Linked DNA regions of Mus musculus: all the other regions are linked to region 1. A link is a contact called in public ChIA-PET and HiChIP or PLAC-seq data. All regions are on one chromosome and are shown on one strand. Each heading gives the region's core, a stretch centred on a gene start, on an enhancer-like site or on the middle of the called end of the contact. The rest is flanking DNA. Distances are from core to core; before and after follow the strand shown. Region 1 holds the start of Kansl1 (KAT8 regulatory NSL complex subunit 1). Region 2 overlaps Itgb3 (integrin beta 3). Region 3 holds the start of Itgb3 (integrin beta 3).

The links. ChIA-PET counts read pairs in DNA pulled down with a chosen protein or histone mark. HiChIP or PLAC-seq counts read pairs in DNA pulled down with a chosen protein or histone mark.
Region 2: a contact with region 1 is called in an HNF4G HiChIP or PLAC-seq map of pancreatic cancer cells. The contact joins the enhancer-like site here to the promoter of Kansl1 in region 1. A contact is called at or near these places in 1 of 484 Hi-C or Micro-C datasets (CD8 T cells), 3 of 115 datasets of contacts at active chromatin or transcription factors (the SCID.adh cell line, effector CD8 T cells and pancreatic cancer cells) and 2 of 9 other capture datasets (adipose tissue and liver).
Region 3: an RNA polymerase II ChIA-PET map of memory CD8 T cells shows a contact between it and region 1, with 190 read pairs. The contact joins the promoter of Itgb3 here to the promoter of Kansl1 in region 1. A contact is called at or near these places in 1 of 39 promoter capture datasets (macrophages), 4 of 115 datasets of contacts at active chromatin or transcription factors (the SCID.adh cell line, effector CD8 T cells, memory CD8 T cells and 1 more) and 1 of 9 other capture datasets (adipose tissue).

What each region holds. Positions count from the first base shown.
Region 1 is chr11:104,440,121-104,444,158 of GRCm38.p6, forward strand. It overlaps Kansl1 (KAT8 regulatory NSL complex subunit 1), which reads right to left and starts at 2,200. Exons shown (of 15, transcript NM_001372459.1): 1 at 1,605-2,200.
Region 2 is chr11:104,622,828-104,626,865 of GRCm38.p6, forward strand. Itgb3 (integrin beta 3) reads left to right here. Exons shown (of 15, transcript NM_016780.2): 2 at 584-669. Among named protein-coding and RNA genes, the nearest start is that of Itgb3, 17 kb to the left of the region's middle. Within about 2 kb of position 2,089, at least 93 of the 459 cell types and tissues checked have an H3K27ac peak or open chromatin away from gene starts, as enhancers often do. A contact at or near this core is called in adipose tissue and pancreatic cancer cells, where this site is marked.
Region 3 is chr11:104,606,237-104,610,274 of GRCm38.p6, forward strand. It overlaps Itgb3 (integrin beta 3), which reads left to right and starts at 1,764. Exons shown (of 15, transcript NM_016780.2): 1 at 1,764-1,928. The coding sequence starts at 1,853.

The DNA of each region.
Region 1 (4,038 bases), core at 950-3,449:
AATTAAAAACTTCTCTATCAAAAATGCAACAAAGAAACACATCAAAAGTATCCACTGTCAGAAGAAAAAAAAAAAAAAGTCTCAACTGACAACAGCTGCAGTTAATTGAAAATTTCTAAATTGGTAGGAGAATAAGACAAGAAACCAAGTACAGCCCATAGAAGAGAGGAAAGGGAAACACGCCCACTTTATGCTTTTGTAAATACTGGTACTTCAAATGACCTTAAAAACAAAAACAAAAAAGGGAGGTGGGGTGGGAAATATAAACTGCAGACCAGTCTAAGAAACAGAAATCATTTTAATATAACGATTTTCCTACTTGATTGAAAGTACTTTTGAGAAGAAGTTCTGTAACTATATCATGATTATGCAAGGCAAGGATTATGTAATTTTATCGTTTATTTTAAAATGTTCTCCGAATGTATTAAAAAAAAAAAACCCTAGAGCATTGTGATCTCTCTAATGGGCAGAGGGACACTTACTTGGCTACAGCTTAAAATATTAACATACACCCCCCCAAACAAACAAACAAAACCCCACAATGATTGCTAGCCACGTGACGAAGGATATGGCAACACCAGGATTGTGAATGGAGGGGAGGAAAGCTAGGTTGGAGGACTAGCGAGATTTCTCTTAACTTTGGGGACTGCAGGATTCGGGTTTCTCAATCTTTAAGGTACCAAATTCTAACCCCTAAGAGTTGTACAGCTAACACCCTCAAGTGCGGTTTTATTAATAGGTCACGGAAAATGCTCCAGTGACCTCCAGGATAAAGGAGGAAAAAACAGGCGGAGGAAAGAGCAATTTAAAGTGGCGCCATCATGTCACCCCTTTTCCCCTAAGGCAATCAATAAGCAATAGTTAAGTAACGAGTTTCTCTAAAAATCCACATTGGGATTCCAACATTGGAAAACAAAAGGATTTCTAGGTAAAACATGGGAGTAAGATTGTTTACAATACGGAAAACAATTATAAACTATTTGCTGAGAATCAAAGGCCGTCAGTCCGAAAACAGGCCCCCCCAAAAGCAGTAAGATTCCAACTCACTTAAAAGCAAATAAATGCCTCTTCCTCTTTAGTTGAAAAAAAGGGCTGCCTGAGACTAGATCCGAAAACGCAAATGACCTCAATATTTAAGCAACAAAAAATGTTAACAATCAGAGTTGTGATACAAACCGTGAGACAGACATGCAAGATGTGTTTGAGCAAAGAAAGACCTTTTGCAGTCAAGAGAAGTTCAAGGCGAGAGCAAGAGTTTGTTTTTGGTCTTTTTGTTTTTGCTTTTTTTTTTTTTTTTTTTCGGAAATAAACCAGGTTCTCCAGGCCGCCTTTTTAAATAGAACGCCAAAGGAAAGCCCAGCGAACGAGGCGGCAGCTGGTGGGGAAGGGCCCCCGCACACCCCCGCCCTTGGGGCGACTCCCAGCCCGGACCCGCAGCGGGGAAGCCCGGAGAGGCCATTTAAAGTTCCGGGGATTTTTCTTCCCCTGCCCAGCCTTTCTAGTTACAACTAACAAAGAGAGGGAGAAATGGGAACCACAGGGAGAGCGAGGAGAAGGAGAAAGGGCAGCGGGAGGAGGAGGAAAGGAGCAGCAGCAGCACCTACCACGTGATGGAGGAGCGTAGCCCGGGCGGATTCGGCCCCACAAAATGGGCGCAGTTTGCAAACAGCCCCCCGGCCTGGGCGCCGAGGACCAGCGGGCGGGGGCGCGCGGCTGCTGCTCCGGCCCGGCCCGCCGCTCTCCTCCCCCCCGGCGCCCGGAGCCGCCCTGACTTTCCGGGCGGGGGGGCGAGGCGGAGGGGGAGGGGAAGGCGGCGGCGGCGGGGAGCGGCTGCTTTTTCTTCTCTTTCGGGCCCTTTCTCCGGCCTTCCTCCGTTCCGACCCGGCCTGGGCACGGCGGGGACCGCAGCCCCGGGCGGGCGGGGGCAGAGGGTAAAGCTGCCCCCCCCGCCCCGCACAAACAAGCGCCGCCGTCTGCAGCCCGCGCCCGCACCCCGGCCGCCACCCCGGGAGCTTCTTCCCGGCCGGGGAGCGCACTTCGGCCGCCCCCCAAGCCGCCGCGGCGAGACGAGTCGGCTTCGCTACGGCGCTTGGTTCTCCCGCCGGCTCAGCGAGCGGTGGCGGTGGCGGCGGCGGCACTGGGAAAATGGCGGCCGAGCTCCTTTTCCCTCCCCCCCTTTAATCTGAAGCGGAGGGAGAATGGAGCGAGCAAGCGAGCGGGCGAGTGCCGGGGACACGGGGAGGAGGGACAGCAGCGCCTCCGCCGGCTGCGGCTGCGGCGGGCCGCTCCGCCCCGGCGCGCCGCCAGGGGGCGCCCGCCTCGCCGCCCCCGCGGGCTGCCAGGAGGCGCGGCCGCCGCCGCCTCAGTCATGGCTCCTAGCCGCGGCCGCTGCTTCTGCGCCTCTGTTTGCGGAAACCGGTGCCTGGTGCCTGATACGTGCGGCAGCGACACGCGGCACTGCGGCAAGCGACGCGGGGCCCTCGCTTCGATCGAGGTGAGGCTAACCTGAGGCGCTGATGCCGTCACATTCCCTCGGCTCTGTGGCTGGCGGTGCTGCGCGCCGGTTTGAGGGGAGGGCGGACTGACACAGCAGAGCTAGAGGACGTGAGCGAAGAACTGTGTGTGCAGTGAATGAAGAAGCTGCTGCGGCCACACTACCCCAGGGCCAACCGTGCTCTGAGACGGGCAGGAAGCTCCCTGACCAGTGACGCGGTCCCTGCCACCCGCCCTTTGTCCTACACCCTGCTCTGTACACTGCAGCACACGGCTGGCTGCTAGCCCTAGCGCCACGCTCTGCAGCCGCCAAACCAAAAAATAAGCGGACGCCATTGCGCAGGCGCGAGCTAGGACCGACTCGGGGCTAGCCCGGGCAGGGGCAGCTGGGAGCTAGAGGGGAAATGATGGCCCACCAGCGCCGGGCCCGCTGGGAACTGTAGTTTTCGTTAAGCCCGCGTGTTGTTTTAGGCTTCTTGATTTGTCAGATCCGCCAAAATAGGCAAAAACGCATTCATTACACAGTAATTTTTTTGTTTCCTGCTACTACCAAATTAAAGTTCACAGACCCGCTAAAAGTTTAACAATGAACAACAAAAGCAAACCTGTCATGTTCTTACCAGCGTTGACTTAAAAGTAGTGGCACCTAATTACTCTTGACTCTAGTTTGTCAGCACGATATCGGTTCCTTCCTCCCAAATAAGGTTTAATATCAGAGAACATTTTCTGGACTTAGAAAACTTAATATAACGCAAAGTGACACATTACACAGTACAAATCCACCACCCTTTAAAGCTAACCATGTCCAAAGATTATTAGGACTCACCAAAATCAAATAGCATAAAACTTGTTCCAACAACTAAATCACCAAGCTCAGCAGATGAGAAGAGTAGAGTCTACCAAAAGGAAGATGTAAAATGCTCAATACTTTGTGTGGTTTACCAAACCAGTATCCGGTGTTATGTGTCACTTCAGCTCCTCAAAAAAAAAAAACTATTGTTATAGACCAGTTTTCATTAGCCCACAAAGTCTCTAACTCAACAAGTTTCTGCAGTATCTGCATCTATATTTCTCTTGAATTTCCATCTGCATTTTTAAAATTACACTCTCAAACATGATCTTGGTTTTCAAATATCAAAGGCAGGAGACAACATAGAGTCAATACACAGGGATAAACTGATAGATGTATACATATTTACATATGCATCCAAAAAAGATCAATAGTTTGGGCTTTTTAACTTATAATACAGGTAAGATTGTGTGTTTGCATGTGTGTGTATGTATGTGTGTGTGTGTGCGCGAGAGAGAGAGCATATATATTCACATAAACAGTAATGCCACAGAGGATGTTTATACATAATTACAGGACCAACAGATGGTGACCTAGAGCCCTAATCTGAAGATAACAAAATCTAAATTAGCTGAATGAAAATAAGGCAAAGCTTTCTACAATATTCTTAAATTTAATTTCTTAAATATTAGTGAAAGAAACTCTTTATAACAATGTTATTAACTATCCAAACTCTTAAAATCTTGACTATCTAC
Region 2 (4,038 bases), core at 839-3,338, 180 kb after region 1:
TATCTGGTATGTAGGATATCTGATGTGTGGGCCCCCAAGGGGTCATGACCCCACAGGTTGAGAGCCATCACGCTAGTTCTTTTGTGTGCATTCAATGCTTAGGCCCTCAAGATAGATGTATTGGAAAGCTTGACACGAGTTCAGATAGTGGGACATGGCAATTGAGGTTACCCTGCTTTCATTAAAGCCCACAGTATTTAGGTGTCAATCTTACTGCATCTGAGTCCCAGGACCTCTGTAGTAGCCGTGGCTGCAGTTAGACAGTTGGAGATGGTGCATGGCCTTTACGCTGGGCCTTAGCTTTTCATTCGCGCAGTGCAGGTATAAAACCAGCCACTGATTAAAGCCTTTCTGTCATTTACTATGGGGCCCTTGGGTCTTCATTTGCTGATAAAGGAGTGAGTTTCTCCCTACCCACTTTCTTTTTTGTGTAATAGCCCATGTTTGGTAACTTGCCCAATGGGTAGGGTTAGAGTATGTTTGTGTGTATCACTTGAGTGTTTGGGAAATTTGGGGTAGCCGGGGCAGGATGGTCACTGCTCTGAGCAAATCAGGTGCTGATGTCCTTGCCTCTTTGTTGCAGAGTCCAACATCTGTACCACACGAGGCGTGAACTCCTGCCAGCAGTGTCTGGCTGTGAGTCCTGTGTGTGCCTGGTGCTCAGATGAGGTAAGGAGCCTATGCCTTATTTGTCAATGCAATAACACAACTCTGACCTTTAAAAGGAATATGAGGTAGTTTATCCTGGAGCCAAATGTAAGTGGCTATGGCCAAGGAACATAGATTCAAATACTGGGTTCCAACGTGATAAGCACTATAGTGAACGTTTTATAGTAACAGAACAAAGAAGGCAATAGGTCAAGGTACTTTAGACACACATTGGTGAACCATCAGATGAGGTGGTTACAGCAGTCAGGAGCGTCTGAGGTTACCTCATAACAGTCCTAGCCTGTGGGGTTGGTGGAAGCTAGGAGTCTGCACATTTTAGAAAGGACTTTACTAGTCTTAAGAATGTTAAGTCAAACCTAGAGGTGGGCAATAGGTAGCTATTTAGGGGGATAATTTAGCCCCAAACTATTTGGTGCCCAACCTGTAGCATTCATCTGATCTTGTTGAATGTTCAACACAGGTGTGGCTCCCCACCCCCATCCTAACTTGCCCCAGATGCCTTCTTTCCCTAGATTTAGGCGCTTCAGTGTAGGTGCAGGCACACAGAATCATTTCCTTCCTCCTAAACGCAGTCTCTTTCCCCTTCTGAGCAAGACTAGGTGACGCCTTCCTCAGGATGCATGGTGGAAGCTGGCAATGATCCTGGAGCCTGTTCTGCCCTTCCACTCCAGCCATTTTGCTTGGGCATCGTCATTACTGTGATTATTGCTACCCTTCCCCAGCCTATACTTGCTTTGGGCTGGAACATCTCATGGAAGAAAGGCTTTACTCTCTAAAGAAGAGAGGCGCTAGGGGTATAGAGGGATGCCAGCTCATCCGACCCCCCCCCACCCCCAGAGCAAAACAAAAACAAAAAACCCTAAAAACTCAGAAGAGGAATGTTATGTGTGTGTTTGTATGTGTCTCTGTGTGTCTATATTTCTGTGTATGTTTATATGTTTGTGTGTATGTGTGTGTTTGTGAATGTGTGTGTTTGTGTGTATGTTTGTGTCTTTATATGTATGTTTGTGTGTCTTTGTGTGTGTATGTGTGTTTGTGTGTGTTTGTGTGCATGTATGTGTGTGTTTGTATATATTTGTATATGTGTGTTTGTGTACACTTTCTTAAAGATCCTTTTTTCTTCCCTTCTCTCTGACAGTGACGCCCCTCTATCTTCCTTCCTTCCTTCATCTCTAAAGTATCAATGGATGAGGGAGCACAGCTCAATGGTGAGGACCAGACGATGACAGGAAGGGGTTAGCTGTGTCTAGGCAGAGGGTGTGTTGTGTCTGAGTCCCTAGGGAATGAGTGTGTCTGAGGGAATGGCTATGTTTGTGGCCGGGCTGGGAATTTGGAGCTGGCAAGAGCTGATGGGGAGGTAGGGGAAGCCTGTGGCTGGAGAGGTTCCCAGCAGTTCCAGTGGGAGTGAGTCAGCACCCCCAGCAGGTGGTTACCTGAGCTGCTGGCCTGTCTGCTCCTCAGCCACTAGAGCTACAGCCTCTGCCCTATACCGCTCCTCAACCACCCTAGCTATTTCCTGATCTTTGTCTGCCTCTCTTCTGGATCCTCTGGGTTTCCTAAAAAGGCAAGCTCCTGGTCAGACTGGGGAGGAAGGGAGCAGAAGGCTGTGTTTACCCCCTAGAGGAGGGGCTGCCAGAGCCTCCAAGGCCAGCTCCATACACAGCCTTGGCCTCTGCTGCTCAGCACGGGAACTGTTTCTAGGGGCAGCTGCCTAACATCTGGGCCAGATTGATCTCATTTAGCGAATGAAACATTCTCTGGGGCTTGGGGGAGGGTGAGCCCATTCCTTCTCCACCCCCACAGGTGCCCCTCCCCTCTGGGCTTCACTGGAGGCTCAAGTGTGGCGTGGCTGTCTTCCTTCTGGTTTGTCATATCCTCCTGCCTCCGGTCACCATCATGGTTGTGTCAAGCTTCCTTTCTGAGGAAGTTGTAATTCTGCAACAATTCCAGAAGAAGGAGTGGGATGCCGAGGGTGCCGTGTTTGGATAGGATGGCTTGAAGTTGGACGGCCGGAGCAGAGGGGAGCAGAAAGGAGGTCCCTGAGGAAGGACTACTGCTATTCAAGCATAGTCCCCTCTCATTCCCGCATCTGGATCTTATAGGGATAAATCAGAGCTGGGTTCTGACCAGCCAAAGCCCCTCCTTAGGCCACGTGAACATATTCCATGTGACTAGATGCAAATGTGGAATATTTACCAATCACTATGGTGAATCTTTGCCCTCTGGGGCAGACTGGGAGGCCAGAGGGAGGGAAAGATCAGCTTGTTGATGGGGTGGAGTTGGGAAATGGGTAGCAACCAGGACCAAAGGAGACCAAAGAAGGGAGGTAGGAAGCCCGATGAAATAGTCCCTTCAGAATGGAATAAAGTGAATGCCAATATTTACCATCGCTAAGTGAGAGGGAGGAGGGGTGGGGCTGGGGAGTCTGATGTGGGGCAGAGTGTGTCAAGCAGGGAGGAACCCTGGGCTGTAACTAGTTATCTTTTTCCTGAGGGAGCTGGACTTCTCTTGCACAGGGCAAGCTGAACTATTGAAAGTGTTTGGATCTTGACTTTAAACATCCAACGGTGGGGCTGGGATCCCTGCTCATCCCTCTGCCTCCCCTGTCTTGACTGTTTCAAGTGGTGCTGATGTTGGCAGTGCCTCGGAAAACAACTGGTTGGGCTCGGCTTGTGGTCCTTAAAGGACAGCAGCTCCTGGGTGTGTATAGCAAGCCCTTGGCTGGGTAAGAGGAAAACAGAGCCAAGTGGATGAGTGGGGTGTCTTGGGCCCACCCACCTAGGGTGTGTTCTTGGAGAGACAGAGGCATGGGTTAGATAACATGGACTGGAGTAATTCGATCTCTCTGATCAGCACAGCTAGCAGAGGCATCAGCTTCTCACAGAGCTAGAACCTATATTTTTGGCTCAAGTGGTAACATACTGGATCCTAGAACTTTCTGAAATCATAAGGTAATTTAACAAGCTGGGAGTGCTTGTCAAATATAAAGGCTCTGGGGATGGACCCTGGGCCTATTGCAACAGAACAGGTTGTCATGGTAGCAAGAGGGACAACATTGCTACTGGTGGAGGCTGGGATTGGACAGGATGGGTAGAGGTAGAATTGGGCTTGCCAGATAAATACAGAACACCCAATTCCAGTTGGATTAGATAGTAGATAATTTTCATCTTGGTAGGCATTGCATATTTCCTAAAGTTGGCAATCTTAAGACAAGAAGAAATGCTAGGAATTGATACCCAGGATACCTGAGCCAGGTTGGAAGGTGGGCCAGCTCACAAACTTGACATCTAAGAATGAAAGAGGAAGAAGAACAGGTTTGGGTTAGCAAGTAGAAGGCCCCAGCTGGATTTGCTTTCTGCTCTGTATCTG
Region 3 (4,038 bases), core at 514-3,013, 170 kb after region 1:
TAAAAAGCCTAAATTGTGTTTTTAAATTACTGTTTTGTGTGTATATGTATATAAGTGTGTGATATGTGTGTGTGTGTAGTGTAGGCTTATGTATACGGTGGTTGCATGGCTATACCCATGTGTACCCATGCACATACATGTGGAGATCAGAGGATGCTGTATTTTCACAAGATAGGGTCTCTCACTAAGCCTGGAGCTGGGCTAGCTGCCGGGCAGCCTTCTGCCTCACCACTTCCTCCCATTGCACTGGGATTACAGGCCAGCAGATGTCTATGCTCAGATCTGTTTGTGGTTGTTGGGGAATTTGAACCCAGGTCCTCACATTGGTCCAGCAAGCACTCTTGTCCACTGAGACATCTCCCTAGCCTCACTATTACTTTTGGTTTGCTTGGGATACTTTCCTGTTATGTAGCCTAGGGTGTATTCAAACTTGCTATGAGTCACTGTGTAGAGTAATGAAATACCGGGGAAAATACAATTGTGTCCATGAATTTATACAGTTATAAAGTTCATATCTGTGACATGAAATGATATAATATCCTGTTGTGTGAGAAGTCTGAGGAAGAAGGGTACACCTCTGGAGAGGACAAGGCTGGAGGAGGAGGAACATCAGACAAGATGGCGTGGAAGACATGGCATTTGAGATGTTTTGAAAAGTAAGTGGGATTTTCCAAATGGAAAGAGGAAGGAAGGTCAGTCAGATGGAAAGGCATGGGACATTTAGGAGTGACAAAAATCTCTTGGGCTAAGGCTGGGTGATGGATCATGGCTGAGTTCTTTCCACACCCTTCCTCCAGAGTCTGCTCTAGCTCAGGCTGGCTTTGAACTCCCTATGTACTCAAGCACTACCTGGAACTTCTGGTCTTCCTGCCTCCTTAGGCTGGAATTGTAGGCATCACATCCTGTTTCACGTAGTGCTGGGGATGGAGCCCAGTGGTTGCTAGGCAAGTGCTCTGCCGATTGCACCACATCGCCTGCCCTAGTTTTATTTATTTATTTATTTATTTATTTATTTATTTATTTATTTATTTATTTATTTATTTTACAACACTACCCTTCTTGCGTAAGGATGCACAGGCCCAGTCACTTCTTATGACATCCTGATCAGCTTCAGCATTTTGCACCTTTTGCACGTCTAGGGGTTTCCCATCTGGGGAAGACTCAAGGAAACTAGTGCAGGGGATAGGAACAGCAGCAAGTGTTCTCTGAGGAAAATACTATAAAGCTAGTGAATTTGAGTTGGAAGGCAATATGGTGACTGTTCTAAAATGATTCTTAGACACCTGCTACGGGCAAGCAAGCATTTACAGACAGAGGCTCTACTCGGATCCGTCTTTCCTACCACAAGCTGCAGGTGTGGTATTGACAAGAGGCTGCATAGAAAGCATTTGACAGCTGCCTGCCCGTTGAGGAAAAGAATGAAACCAGGAGGAAAGCAAACTGAGCCCGGTGAAGTGAAATAGCAGTGTTGATGTCTCTGCGGAGGTGGGACTAGCAGAGTCCAGGAAGTGACCCAAAGCTTTTTTTTTCTTCTTTTTTTAAACCGAGCACCCAGGCGCAGACACCTGGGACCCAGATGCACACAGGACCCCGGGGGGCGCGGTCTCCTCTAGTGAACGCGGGCAGGTCCTCGTGGGCGGGGGGCTGGGGAAGATTGCAAAGTTTACCCATCACACTCAGCCTCAGGCAGGGTCCAGGCGTGAGCCGGAGGGAGGGAGCGCGAGCACTCCGCCCGCCCCGCTGTGTCCCACCCACCCCGTCCCCTCCCTTCTTCCCTCCCCTCCGCAGGAAAAGCAGCTGCGGGTGCCAGGCTCGCCGTGGCGCGCGCGCGGCGTGAAGGGCGGCGGACAGGATGCGAGCGCAGTGGCCGGGACAACTCTGGGCCGCTCTGCTGGCGCTGGGGGCGCTGGCGGGCGTTGTTGTTGGAGGTGAGCGAGTCGGGTGCGCGAAATGCCGTAGGACCCTGGGAACCCGGAGCTAGGACTGAGAAGCAGAGGTGCGGGGGGCGGATCCTTCTTCCCGTGGCCTCGAGGGCGCATCGCTGGTGGCGGAGATCCTGGCCTGGCCCGGGAAGCAGAGGAAAGATGGAGATCCGCTGGGCCGTCCCGGTGCGCTGGCAGAAGGATGCAGCTCACCTGCTTGGGTGGGTGTGTGCGCTCTGGGTTGCCCCTTTCTCTGGAGTGCGCAGGACAATCTTCTGGCCGCCCCACTCCTTAAGGAGGAGCAGGGATTCGGGCTCCGTCCCTTCTGGGGCCGACCTCTCACCCAACACTCCCTGACTGTGTGCTGGGAGTCAGCACAGAGGTCCTTGGGGCTGACTTTGTCTCTCCTGCGTGTGTCCCACAACATCAGCTGCCTGCATCGTCAGCTTTCAGGCCCACTAACGCTGCAGGGAAGGGGAGTCATCCAGTCCGCAGAGCCTAGGGGAGCGGGAGGGGGTGGTTGCTGGAGGTCAGCTGGAGCAAGTAAAACCCGCAGTTGTGTGTGTGTGTGTGTGTGCACATGTGTGTAATACAGTCTCATATATTTCAGGATACCTCACACTCTGTGTAGTCCAGGGTGACCTTGCACTTCAGATTCCCCTGTGCCTCTACTAAGGAGTGCTAGGACTATAGACATGCACCACCCCTCAGGGTTTATATGCTGCAGGGAGTCGAACCCAGGGTCTCCTCATGGCAGGCAAGCACTTTATTAATTGAGCTACATCTCCAGACCCAGATGGACTATTTGTTAAAGGTAAACTTTATTAAGTTGACTTTGAAGTTAAGTAATCTAAAAAAAGATTTTGGTGGCTGCCTTCCTGACCCTTGTACGGTGGTACAGATGAACATAGACATGGGACAGGGAAAGGGAAAGGGGTTTCAGTAGAGAACTGATATTTGTCTTTTGTGGCAGAAGCTTCCAAGCGAAAGATGAAAACTGTGGTCTTTAGCCTACATTGAACAAGCTTTGTCACCACAGAACAGGAACCAGGCTCTCTAGCATTCTGCCCTGGAGATATTAGAGTCTCTGTCAGCTGCTGGTAGCCGTTGATGGGGAATGGGGAAATCCTCCAGGAAAGCTGATGTTTCTAACAGATAGGCTAACTTTCGTGAATTTAAAACCTTTTAAACATTTCGACTTAATTTTTTAATTGGCATGTCATGACAGGCCCTGCTTCTGTACAGCGTGAAAGTGTCCTCACAGATAACAGATACACTGAACAAAAGATAGCTAGTACTCTTTGTGTTAGGCAATTTCCAGTTCCCCTCAGCTATTTTGAGATTTTACTTAAAACACTTTGTGGTTTGTTTGTATCTATAACTTTCACATTGACTTCTGAGTGTCATCATCACCACCTCAGGATAGAAAGAGATCCTGTTTAAAAAAATAGAAGTGATATTTCTGAAGAGTGACACTCAGGTTGTCTTTTGGTCTCTGCCCAGGGACAATTGTATATGAGCATGCATGTACATGTGCATGCGTGTACACATGGTATACACACCAAACAAACAAACAAACAAACAAACAACGGATCCTTTAGGATATCTGTTCACAGATTTGTTGTGATTGGAATAATCTAGGGAGGCGATGGCTTGTGCCAAGCTAGCCTCAGGCTCCCTCTGAGAGGATGTAGAGTCCTGTTGAGGGGCAGAAGCCTCTAGAGCATCCTGTGCAAGAGGTGTCTGTCATACTCACATGCCATCTCAGTGTTGGTGGCAGAGTTGCAAACATCACTAGGTCCCTGGGGAAGCAGGCAGTGTGGTGACTTTGGGGACACACAGAACAGGGTCGGAGTGAGGTGCCACAGAAGGGCCTTCAGAGTAGGAGGGGTAGGAGATTCTGCTCTGAGGAGACGCTGACTTTCAGTTTCTAACTACAAAAGTAATCCTTTTAGCTTCATCTAAATACTTTGTTGTATTTAAAACAAGGCGTCCTTGTATCGCAGTGGGTATTCTAACCTAATTAGGTCAGCTAGGATGAGGTGCTTGGTTCTCTAGAGTCCGCATTCTGGGAACTGTCCAACTAAAGCTCTCTTCAGGAATCCGCAGGGCCAGG